Regions from separate parts of the Mus musculus genome. Here all the other regions are linked to region 4. The links are chromatin contacts, called in public HiChIP or PLAC-seq and promoter capture Hi-C maps. All regions are on one chromosome and are shown on one strand. The core of a region is the stretch at or near the end of the contact, and the rest is flanking DNA. Distances in the headings are between cores, read along the strand shown. Region 1 holds the start of Ccl25 (chemokine (C-C motif) ligand 25). Region 2 holds the start of Evi5l (ecotropic viral integration site 5 like). Region 3 holds the start of Cers4 (ceramide synthase 4). Region 4 holds the start of Camsap3 (calmodulin regulated spectrin-associated protein family, member 3).

What was found. Promoter capture Hi-C pulls out the DNA fragments that hold promoters and counts their contacts. HiChIP or PLAC-seq counts read pairs in DNA pulled down with a chosen protein or histone mark.
Region 1: an H3K27ac HiChIP or PLAC-seq map of embryonic stem cells shows a contact between it and region 4, with 4 times the contacts expected there. The contact joins the promoter of Ccl25 here to the promoter of Camsap3 in region 4. A contact is called at or near these places in 1 of 39 promoter capture datasets (pre-B cells) and 2 of 115 datasets of contacts at active chromatin or transcription factors (both in embryonic stem cells).
Region 2: an H3K4me3 HiChIP or PLAC-seq map of embryonic stem cells shows a contact between it and region 4, with 11 read pairs. The contact joins the promoter of Evi5l here to the promoter of Camsap3 in region 4. A contact is called at or near these places in 2 of 39 promoter capture datasets (frontonasal cranial neural crest and hippocampal neurons) and 4 of 115 datasets of contacts at active chromatin or transcription factors (embryonic midbrain, embryonic stem cells and stem cell-derived neural progenitor cells).
Region 3: a contact with region 4 is called in a promoter capture Hi-C map of hippocampal neurons, with 3 times the contacts expected there. The contact joins the promoter of Cers4 here to the promoter of Camsap3 in region 4. A contact is called at or near these places in 1 of 39 promoter capture datasets (hippocampal neurons) and 1 of 115 datasets of contacts at active chromatin or transcription factors (astrocytes).

Annotation. Positions count from the first base shown.
Region 1 is chr8:4,348,077-4,350,868 of GRCm38.p6, reverse strand. Ccl25 (chemokine (C-C motif) ligand 25) reads right to left here and starts at 1,281. Exons shown (of 6, transcript NM_009138.3): 1 at 1,214-1,281; 2 at 975-1,097. The coding sequence starts at 1,047.
Region 2 is chr8:4,165,301-4,168,017 of GRCm38.p6, reverse strand. Evi5l (ecotropic viral integration site 5 like) reads right to left here and starts at 1,451. Exons shown (of 20, transcript NM_001346730.2): 1 at 1,255-1,451. All of the region lies in intron 4 of 4932443L11Rik (a long non-coding RNA gene), which reads left to right.
Region 3 is chr8:4,492,066-4,494,846 of GRCm38.p6, reverse strand. It overlaps Cers4 (ceramide synthase 4), which reads right to left and starts at 1,442. Exons shown (of 11, transcript NM_026058.4): 1 at 1,257-1,442.
Region 4 is chr8:3,585,962-3,588,757 of GRCm38.p6, reverse strand. It overlaps Camsap3 (calmodulin regulated spectrin-associated protein family, member 3), which reads right to left and starts at 1,308. Exons shown (of 17, transcript NM_027171.3): 1 at 799-1,308. The coding sequence starts at 946.

The sequences.
Region 1 (2,792 bases), core at 32-2,531, 760 kb before region 4:
TGAGGACAAGGGGCAGTGGTGTCAGATAAGAAATGGGACTTCAGGGATCCCTGACAGGTGTTTTCCAACACTGGGGGCCATTTTTCTCCCAGGATCAAAGGGCAGAGGTTGGGAGTGGCCCAGATAGCAGAATGGGAAAAAAAAAAAAGCCAAGCTTGGCTTTCTATGGGTACGGTGGAAGCTTGAAGGTGCACGACCTGTCTGTAGAAGAGCAGGCAAGGCAAAAGCAGGGATCCTGGTCCTCAACCTGGCCTGGGATTTTGCCTTGACACCTGCTGGGACTTCACAGTTTTTTCTGAGATGAAGCACCCAGTGACAGGACTCTTGGGGGATGCTTCATGCCCCTGAGAACTGGCCTTGGGTAACTGAATCCTCCAGTACCTGCTTTCCAGGAGGCCAAGAAAGAAGACAAAGATGGTTCCCTGACCACAGGGCTGGGAATCCTGTTGCAGCTGAGAGTATTTTGCAGTTCATTGGATCCTTAAATTTTCATTCCTGCTTAGCAGATGGGGACACTGAGTCCCACACAGAATAATCTTAGCCCCTTGCCTAGATTACACAGGGAGGAAAGGCAGGGAATGCAGTCTGGAGAGTCTTCAGGGTTCTGAGCTTAACTTCACATCCCCTAACTAGGCAGAAGAAGGGCATCAAAATGCATTTCTGGCTAAGTGAATTTCTCCTCAATTGGAATCCACCCTCAGGTTCCTGCAGCCCCTAAACCTCTTGAGTCTTGCAAAGGAAGCACTTCAGAATGAAAGTGAGGGATCTGGGAGTAAGTAGCTGGGGACACTTCATCTCTACCCATCTACCTCCAGTAGTACCAGGAATTCTTGTTATGCCCAACCTCCCAAGAGACACTGAAGAGTTCAAAGGATACAGAATACAGGGAGACTTCAACAAGTGGAGAAGGACAAGTGAGAAGAGAAAGCAATATGCCCAAACCGGGGCAAGGTAGGTATAGCTAAGGACAATACCTTGGGCATGGACAACCGGCATCCAGGCCCCAACAAAACAGGCAACCAGGCAGGCAAAAAGCCACAGTTTCATAGTGAAGGTTAGATCTCCTCTCCAGATACCTGAAGGTTTAAGGGGGCCACCTATAAAAGTGGAAGGAAAGACATCAGTATCTCAAGCCACCCCTGGAACTCTCTGAAAGAGAGGCAGATGGCAAAGGACTTGCTCTAGCCTCTGCTGTAGTCAGAAAAAGACTCACCAATGCCTTTCTGGTCCTGAGAGCTGGTGCCTGCTTGTAGCGTGTATTGCCTATGGGATCAGTGAACTGGCTTCATTCTTTATAGTCAGAGCCCCACCCTGCAGTGACCTGCCCCCTCTCTTCTCTCCCTCCCTCCTCCTGCTCCTCCTCTCTACCAGCTCTGTGAGACTTGGGACTTCTCTCTCCTTCAGATAGACCAAGTCCTATTTTACATCTGTCTCTGCAGGTTACCTGCCCCATGAACCTTGAGGCACTTTATGCAGCCAGGCCTCTCAATCAGTATCCCCTCCCAATACCTTATTATGTGAGGTCCAATACTGTCCGCAGCCCTCTCCCTTACAAGCTTTTTATTCCATCTCCTCACGGATCTTTTTATAGTTAGCTGCGTTTAAAAGTTTTATTATTTCTAATTTTTATTATTATTTTGTACATGAGAACAGGGCACACATAAATCATGGCGTATCTGTGGGGTCAGAGGACAACAATCTATTCTTTCCTTCCACCTTGTGGGTCTTGGGGATGAAACAAAGGTCATCTGATTTGGTGGCAGGTGCCTTTACTCACTGAGCCACGGAGCCATCTTGCCTTTTCTTGCTCTCTTGCTCTGTCCTGGCCTTAACACGTTTTCCTGAAATTTCATAATTTCTTTCTTTTTCTTTTCCTGTTTGTTTGTTTGTTTGTTTTTGTTGTTTGTTTTTTTTGAGACAGACTTTCTTTGCGTAACAGAGCCCTGGCTGTCCTGGACTCACTTTGTAGACCAGGTTTGTCTTGAACTCACAGAGATCCGACTGCCTCTGCCTCTGCCTCCCAAGTGCTGGACCATAATGTTATTTTTTAGTTGCTGAATAAAATTCCAGTTGCTGGCCCACTTTTAAAATTGTATTTATTTGGGAGGCTGGGGACATGAGAACCATGGTGATCTGGGGGCAACTTTGCAGAGTCAGTGGAGCTTGGAATCAAAGTAAGGTCATCAAGTTTTGCAGCAAACTCCTTCAGCCAGCTCCCGGTCTGGAAAGGTACACTTTCAGTGGGGCAGTGAGTGATACGGAATGAAAGCCATTCTAACAAAACTGTTTGTAACCACAACACTGGAAAGAAAGTAATGTTCTGGTTTGGAATGTGAAGCCAGGATCCAGGTGACAGCGTCTGTTGTCTGCAGGAAGCAAAACAAGATTCATTTTGAAAGCATTTCTTCTTTCCTTTGGTTAACTTGACCCTCTGGGGGATAGGGGCAAAGTGTTTAGGAAGATGGGGCGGGGCTGGACGGGGCGGGGAGGAGGAACGGGGAGGCCTGCCACAAGAACTCACAACTAACCGCTTTTAACTTTTCATCACTCGCATCCGCAGCTAGCGACACGTCCTTTCTCTGGGTATTCCTCACACTCCGAACCTCCTGTTGTATTTAATTCTACTTAGTCGGGGTCTTTTGCCCTCTCCCACCCCCTACCCCACTCCGCGGGGCAGTGGAGGGTGCTGGCCGGCTGCAGGTGAGTGAAGCTTAAGGCCCCCCAGGATGATTAGAGCTTAGAGTTCCACACACCAGAGCAAGTCATAAAGCTTTGGTCTGTGTTTGGAGAAT
Region 2 (2,717 bases), core at 202-2,701, 580 kb before region 4:
TTGGAGATGGGCACTGGTTCCTTTTGGGACACTGGTGTAGGAAAGAATGTCCTTCCTATTAAAAAGGATAAGAAAGAGAGAGGGGGGGGAGAGATTTGTGGTAGGTAGATCTTAGGCCCTGACACGCCCTGGAGTCCCAACTCAAAGAGAATGGGGTGGAAGGGACAGGCTAGGTGCTGGGGACAGAGCTTGCCACCTCACAATCTTCTGTCTTTTGTCTGAGTTAGGAGGTCTGTTGAGGGTACTGGGCTCAAGAAGGTGTATAGAAGTTCTCATGTGTGTGTGTGTGTGTGTGTGTGTGTGTGTGAGAGAGAGAGAGAGAGAGAGAGAGAGAGATGGGGGGGGGAGAGCACTCATGGGCCTGGGTCTGGGTTGGGCCCTTAGGTTCCTGTATATTTAGGGGTATCTAAATGACCCCACTCTGTATCAGAAAGATGGATGGGGAGGGTGTGTCTATGGGGGATGGGATTCAGCACTATCTTTTGGTCTTTTGGGAAGTCCTGAGTGTTCATTTCTTCAGGAAGATGCCATCTAGATGGCTCAAGATCAGCAACAGTGTATAGTCTTCTCAGAAGACTAGAAGTGATGTTTTTTTTGTTTTTGTTTTTATTGGAGCCCTTGAGCAGGAGGGGTGCCAAGTGAGCAGGCTGAGCTGATGTCTCTGGATTCAGTTGGGAATCTTTCCGTTTAAGAGGTGAGGCATGGGTTTCTGTGGAGTCAGAAAGAAAGAGTATAGGGCTCTGATCTTGGTCTCCTTGGAGAGGATGAGGGTGTAGGCCAGACACAGAAGACAGGAAGCCAAGTGGGAGGTTTAGGGGGATGTAAAGGCAAGAGATGTGCAGATGGGAGGGGTCCTGGGACTCGGGGTGGTGGTGGTGGTGGTTGTGGATTGGAAAGGAGACGCTCATGGTGTGTGTGTGTGGGGGGGGGCAGGTCTGCAGACTGGGGGATGGGGAAGCCCTGGACAGATTCTAACAGAGGAGTCTTGGGAAAGATGTACAGAGGTCCTGAGCCTGTGGGGGACGTCGCGAAGAGACACTGGGTCTTAGGAGCCCTGGGAGGGATCCTGAGGGGATCGGGAAGGAGGGTGGGCGGAGGCCGGAGTTCCAGGGTCCGGGACTGGGAATGCCAAGGCTCCCAGCGTGGATTCTGGAGGCGAGGCGACCCCAGGTCACGCTCCTGGTTTGGCTTCCCCGCGGGGCCCCGCAGCACTGACGCCCCCAAGGAGAAGAGGCCCGGTTCGGGCCGCCCTACCTGCGCCGAGAGCGCCTCCATCGCCGCGCCGAGCCTCGCTGTCCCTGCGCTGTGTCGTCCGATGCCCCGACCCACGGTCACGTCTGCTCGAGGGTCCCGCAAACCCCGCGGCCCGGCCCCTTTCAATCAGCCACCCCCGGGGACCGCGGCCGTCGCTGGCTCCGCCACTGCCATTTCACCCGCTGACAGGAGCCGCTGCCCCGCCCCCCGCCCCCCAGCCCAGTCAACCAATTCACCGCCCCCTTAGGCCTTTGGCTCCGCCCACTGTAGAAGAATGACATAAGACCTGACCAATCCATAGCCACCCCGTGAGGCGGACCCTGGCTACGGTTCTCTGAGGAGAGGAGCGAATTGAAATGAGAGAATCTGTGATGGACATCTAATTTTACCTATCAAAATAAGTAATAATATTGATCGACACCTAAACTACTAATAGTGATGGGCGAGAGGTGTGCCTCGGAAGGAAAGCTGAGGCCTTGAGCAACCCTTAGCTGAAAGCACTAAGCCCCGCCCAGAGCTGGAATTCTACCCAATCATGAGAGGTTCTGAGCCGTCCATTACTATCTGCTCTTCAAACCTCGTCCCTGGTAACTGTTGAGATGGGAGGGGTGTGCTGTGAAAGAGATCCTGACTTCTAAGCAGTCAGCGACACTGATGGAAGGCGGGCTCTTGTATTTGACCAATGGAGTCGTGAGACTGGGAATGAGGTTGGCGTCCTGGGCGGTAGGACTTAAGGCCATGGGCTGAATGAAATGGAGGAGTTAATGAGGAGGCGTGTCTCGGTGCAAGGATAGGCGGGACCAGACAAGGGCCGGGCTCCTGGCTTGGGTTTTAGATCGGGCGTATGCAGAAGGCCTCTCTTCAGAGCCAGCATCTCTGTGGTGGCCGGGTGGTTAGGTCAGGTCCTACCCTTGCTGGGTGAATCTGGCATCAAAACGCCGATTGCATCCTTCATTTGCCCCAACCATTATCTCTCCTGGGACGGGGCGGGGCGGGGCGGGGATGGGGTATAGAGCGGCGGAGGGGGTGTCAGGTCTCCTTTGGGTCCAGAGCCGCACACGTGAGAGCTGCTTTAAAGGCTTGAAGAATGAATGAATGAATGGGACCTTGGTTCTTTTGCCGACTCCCCCTTGTCCTCGTTTTTTTCCTCCTCCCCTTTCTCCTTCCACTTTGTTTTTATTTTTTTTTTATTTTAATTTTTGAGACAGAGTCTATTGTAGTCTTAGGATGACCTCAAAATTTTCTGTGTAGCAGAGGGTGACTTTGAACTCCAGATCCTCCCACTTTTCACCTTCCACTCACCACCTTGGCCAGATCCTAGATTCTTTTAATAAGTAAGTGAGGGCAGAGAGCATGTATGACCCATCATTGACAGCTACAAGACTTGAGAAGAGGATGACTCCAGGGTGTGGGTTATGGGCCTTGGACAGGGTGGGGCAAGGAAGGATGTGTCATAGAAGGAA
Region 3 (2,781 bases), core at 193-2,692, 910 kb before region 4:
GAGACCTGTCTCAGGAACTAATATGGAGAGTGAGAGAGGAAGGCATAAGAAGTCAATCTCTGGCCTCCACACACACATAGATGCACACACACATGCATACACACATTGACACCACAAGTTAGTGTACACACACACACACGTACACACACACACACACACACACACACACACACACACACGAAGGAAGGAAGGAAGCAACCAAAGTGCTGCAGCGGCAAAGTGCTTGTCTAGCATGAGGCCCTAGATTCAACCTAGCCCTTCCCCCAAATAAAATAAGGCCCCTTCCAAATTCTCAGAAGACCACCTCGGAAAGCTTCACACAGACCTTCCTCACATCTCACTTCCAAACAAGCATGAAACACAATTCTTGGGGGGAAACACAGAATTTCTAACTTACCTCTTATCACTTCACGCACCTTCCATCAGGGGTCCAGCCAGACGTCCAGGTTGCCCTGGTGTCTTTTCAACTTTCCCAGCATAGGGCAGGGTCTTCCTCTCAAGACACAATCAGATGGCTGTTGCTTGCTGCCTTAAACATCCCTTGTACACACAGCCCGGAGGATGGAGCTGTGGGCTCCTCATTGTCTTCCAAGCCCTGGTCAACCACTCCCTACCTCCTTTCTTCCCTGTATACACTCCAGCCTCTTTTCTGGTCTGCAAATACACCAGCCTGGCCATTTCCCTAGGATTTTGTGGCCTGGGCCCAGAAAGCTCTCCATAGCAGGTGCCCTCATGACAGGCTGCCCCTTTCCCTCAGACACCATAGGCTTCCTCACAACACTTCAACCTCCTTCCTCCAGGATTTGGATAGTGCTCTACACACTCCCTTGTTTCCCAGAGGCTGGGTCTACGTGGTTCCCGAATCTCTGTGTCTGCGGCCTTCGGCCTTCGCCTGTCGGGTCGGTAGCACCCAGCAGGCGCTCCGTACAAATTCTCTAGTGACAGACATTCCTGTGGCGCAGTGCCTGTTCACATGTCCGGATTCCCCACGTCACGACAACCCCCATTCTCTCCCGCGCGTTTTCTATTCATGTCCACCACCTGCACCTGCTCCATGGGGGCACCACAGCTCTCAGATCAGAATGCAACCTGATCCCCGACCAGATGGGAAACTCTGAGAAATACCTTGTCGGAGAAATGATGGGAAACTAAATGACTGTTTTGGCTCCGAGCCGGACTGCTCTTAGCCCTGGAGGAGAGGAATGTTTCGAGGGTATCTACTAGGGCGGCGCCCCCAGAGAGGGGTGATTGCTTACCTGGAGGTTCAGAAAGCAAGATGCAGGCCGAGGCGGTGCGGAGATCAGCTAATCCGAAGATGCCTTAGACAAGCCGCAGACCGCTCTGGGCCGAGAAACTCCTCGCTACAGAGCCTCCACCCGCGAGGGAGGAAATAGGACCGGAGGGGGCCTCCGGGAGGAGTTTGATGGGGCCTTGGGCGTGGTCTGAGCAGGGGAAAAGGGCGTGGCTTCAGTGCGGTCGGGCCCAGTGGGCCAAAGAACCGCTTGGTCCAAAACCCTGAGTCCTAAACTGCCCAACCGGCGGCCTGGCCTCGCCCCCACGCCACCAGGCCCCTCCCTAGACCCCCACCTTATAGTCGTTTGTCTCCTCCAGACCCCGCCCTGAGCCCCTAATCCTGCACCTTGGGACCCTCCCTCCAGCCTCGCCCTAGACTATTACCAGCTCCTTCAGTTTCCAGGCCCCGCCCACAGCCCCCTACCCGCCGCCGCCACCAGGACCCGCCCCCAACTCCACTCAACCTCTGGTCTGCTACTCCTCACCCCAATCCCTGCTTTCAGCCTCTTCCTCTAACTGGCAAGGCCTGGTCCCCAGCCCAGTCCAGCCTTATCAGGCCCCGCCCCGACCGGAGGCTGTTGTGGGCACCTGGCCTTTCTCCAGCCATGCTGTAGGTTTCTGCAGAGCATATCTCTGACGTTTTAACCCAGCAGCGTCTACTAGGCACTCTCTCTGGATCTTGTTTTCCAGTTCTAGGTCTCTTCTTTGTGATGCTCTGGCTTGTCTTTCTGCCTGCACTCTGTTTCTCAGATGCACTGCTAGGCTCTGCAAAGGAAGCTTGGATCGTTCTGCAGGCCTCAGCACCCCAGGGCATCAGTACTTGGAGTCGGTCAGACCAACCTAGAGGATTGCTGGGCCTGGGCCCACCAAGAAGCTGTCCACAGGATTGAAAAGGAGAAGGGAGATTACATTAATATGTCGGCTATGGTTTTGTGAGGTGCAAAGATCAGGCAAGATCTGAGAGATTAAGCTGAGATACAAGTCAGAGTGGGTGATAGCTGTTTCCACTGTTTGACCTAGGATAATGCAGGAGGATGTTGGCCTCTCCTTGCCTAGTACAACCAGAGGAAAGACAATTCTAGGGCAAGCAGTTAGAAGAGACTTCTAATAACTTGTCATCTTTGTAAAAGAGAATATAATATAAGGACATCAAGCCTAGCTCAGAAGGTAGACTGCTTGTCTAGTATACAGGTGTCCCTGAGTTTGATAAGCCAAGGGTGATATATAGACCAGATGCCAATGTGAAAGAGGAAAGTCACACAGGGTATTCCCAAGCACTTAGACCATGGGAGCCACTTATCTTGATAGTGACATGGAAATACAAGCCAGAGGTCCACAGAGAAGTGGAGGATTTGAGTGTACAAGGGTCATGGAGAAATGTTCAGTGGAAGTTACAACCAAAGTTGGATGGCTGAAGAAGAGTGGGGTGTCAGCTTTTTACTTGCATGCCTAGGCCTGCTCCACAGTCTGGAAGTAGTTGGGTGTCCT
Region 4 (2,796 bases), core at 59-2,558:
CCTGTGGGCATGCGGAAGGGAGGAGAAAAGGGGTGGCTTCAATAAGAGAAGGCCTGGCCGCCCGAGCTGCCACCCTAGAACAGCTGGTGAATGAGCCATTTATGCCTACCTGAATCCTCAGGAAAATGTGGCAATAAGTCACAACTGCCAGCCTTTACGGGGCCATCGAGACGAAAGAGTGGTCCCAGACACACCACACACACACACACACACACACACACACACACACACACACACGCTGGCCACCGGCAAGGCAGGGTTTGTGTCCCAGTCACTGAGCTGTAGCTCTGATCTCTTAAAACGCTCCTTGCGGGGTCCAAGCCACCGCGTACACGTTGTGAGGGTAGATAGGGAAGGTGGGGGTAGGAGGAACCATCACAGGCTTCTGATGTGTGTGAAAGGGGAGTTGGCCATGCAGTTAGGCCCTGGGGTCTGAGGAGTGGGGTGGGAGGCGGGAAGCAGAGGACTACCAGGAGACCCTTCCCCCACCACACACAAAATTGGTCTGCAGACCCCACCCCTGCTCACCTGGGGGCTCTGATCCCGGGGTCCCAAGGCGCACAGCCTCTTGGCGGGCCCCACCCCCGACTGCGTTCCAGCGACCCGGGCGGGCAAAGTCCAAGGGCCCCGTCCGAGCAGGAAGCTTGGAGGCCCAGCTTAGCAAAGACCAAAAGCTCGGGGACCCTAGGCAGCCCCGAAGCTATTGTTCCCACGGCCCCGGCTTGGCGCCCCGCCCCCCGCACCTGCCGCGCCCCAGCCTGGCTCCCCCGGTCCCCTCCCCAAAGGCCCTCGGGTTACCTGCTCCCCCGAATGCGGCCCGCAGCACCCACGCCAGACTCGCCGCCGCCTTGGCTCGAGAGAAATCGTACTGGTCCAAAGACTTGATCTCGGGGACCAGGAAAGTCCTCCGCAGTGGCCCGGACCCTGCGGGCGCCGCTTCCACCATGGCGACGCCGGGGTTACGGCCGCCCGGGTCCGCGCGCTCTGATGGGCTGGGCTGCGTGCGCTGCGCTGCGCTGCGCTGCTGCCGAGCCTCCGCCACCCCGAATCGGGTTGCCGCCGCGGCTGCTGCTGTTACTAATAAAGCTGCTGAGGCGCCGCTGAACCAGGTGCGGTCGAGCGCGCTGGCGACGCGGCGTCGACCCCGCCCCAAGGCGGAACCCAGGTGCGCCCCGCCCCCAGATTGGACTCAGTTCTCTCTGGCTCCTGGGTCCACATGGGTCCCCACTGACATTAAAGCTTCCATAGGTCCTCCTGCTGCAAAGGGCGGCAGTGATGGCGGATGAGGGAAGGGCTGCAGAAGAACGCATGTCCCTGTATGCGTTCTCGTGTGTGTGTGTGTGTGTGTGTGTGTGTGTGTGTGTGTGTGTGCGCGCGCGCGCGTGTGTTCCTGCTCACTCCCGGACCCTGGAGAGGCTTAGGGACCCTTTGTCATGGATGTCCATGTAGGCTTTTGATCCCACACATATGCAGGTGGAGTTCACATATGCATATGGAGTTTGTGGCTATTACTATACAGTAAGTTCTAGGCCAACCAGGGCTACACAGCAAGACTCTGTCCTAGTTTAAAAAGAAAATGAATGTGTTTGTATCCACTTGCTTGAGAGTACCTGTGAACATCTCTGTCTATAGGTATCTAGATTTGTGATGTCATCTGTTTGTGAAGGTGACTGTTTCAAACCTGTTGTGGTACAATGGTTTGTATTAAGTGGCTAGGGTTGTGCCCTAGTTGACAGAGTCCTTATCTGGTATGTACAAAACCTTCTCCTCCATCCCAAGCACCAAATAAGCTAGGGATGGTGGTAGGTACATGCCTAGAATCATGGCACTTGGGAAGTGGGAAGAAGAGAATTTTTGTAAGTTCAAGGTGATCCTGGGATACATGAGATAAATAAGTAAAATCAAAGAATTGTGTTGTACAACCTTCTGTGTTCTAAGATTGGAAATGAAGGAAGAGAAAGAGCGGGGGGAGAAAGAATGATGTGAGTCTAAACACATCTATCATATAAGGGTGTAATTGTTGACTCTGTCAGGGCAGGAAGATGGCAGAGATACCAAGTGGGTGTATTTAGGCAGGAGAAAAGCTGTGTATGTGAGATTAGCTCTGTAGGGTTACTAGGTGGATTGCAAATGTCCTGATGTGTACCTTTGATATCTGCAGTATTTGTTGAAGAAAGCCTCTGACTAGATGTAGGTAAGGGTCTGAGAGGATCTGTGTGTTTGCGGGTGTGGTTGTGTGCATGGGGCTTTCTGTGTGTGACTAATGATGTGTAGGTGCATACTTTTTTTTTTTTTTTTTGGTATAAACAGTCTTTTGTGTGTGTGTGTGTTTTCAGGTTCAGCATTCCCAGCTCCATAATACAAATCTATTTATCTACAGAACTGGGTTGGAACACTCACTGTTTGGGGGCCTGTGTTACAGGTGGCTTGAGTGAGGTGAGGCAGAACCTAAGGGACTCCCCTCTGTTGACTAGATGGATCTTAGAAAAAGGCTGGCAGCTATGATTTTATTTTTTTTATTATTTATTTATTTATTTTGGTTTTTCCAGACAGGGTTTCCCTGTGTAACCCTGACTGTCCTGGAATTGACTCTGTAGATCAGGCTGGCCTCAAACTCAGAAATCTACTTGCCTCTGCCTCCCAAATGCTGGGATTAAAGGCATGTGGCACCACTGCCCGGCCCTTGGCAGCTACAAAAACTGCCACATTTTCCTGAGGATTCAGGTGGATATAAATGGTTCACTCACTAGCTGTCCTGGGGTGGCAATCTGGGAGGGCAGGCCTTCTCTTATTGAA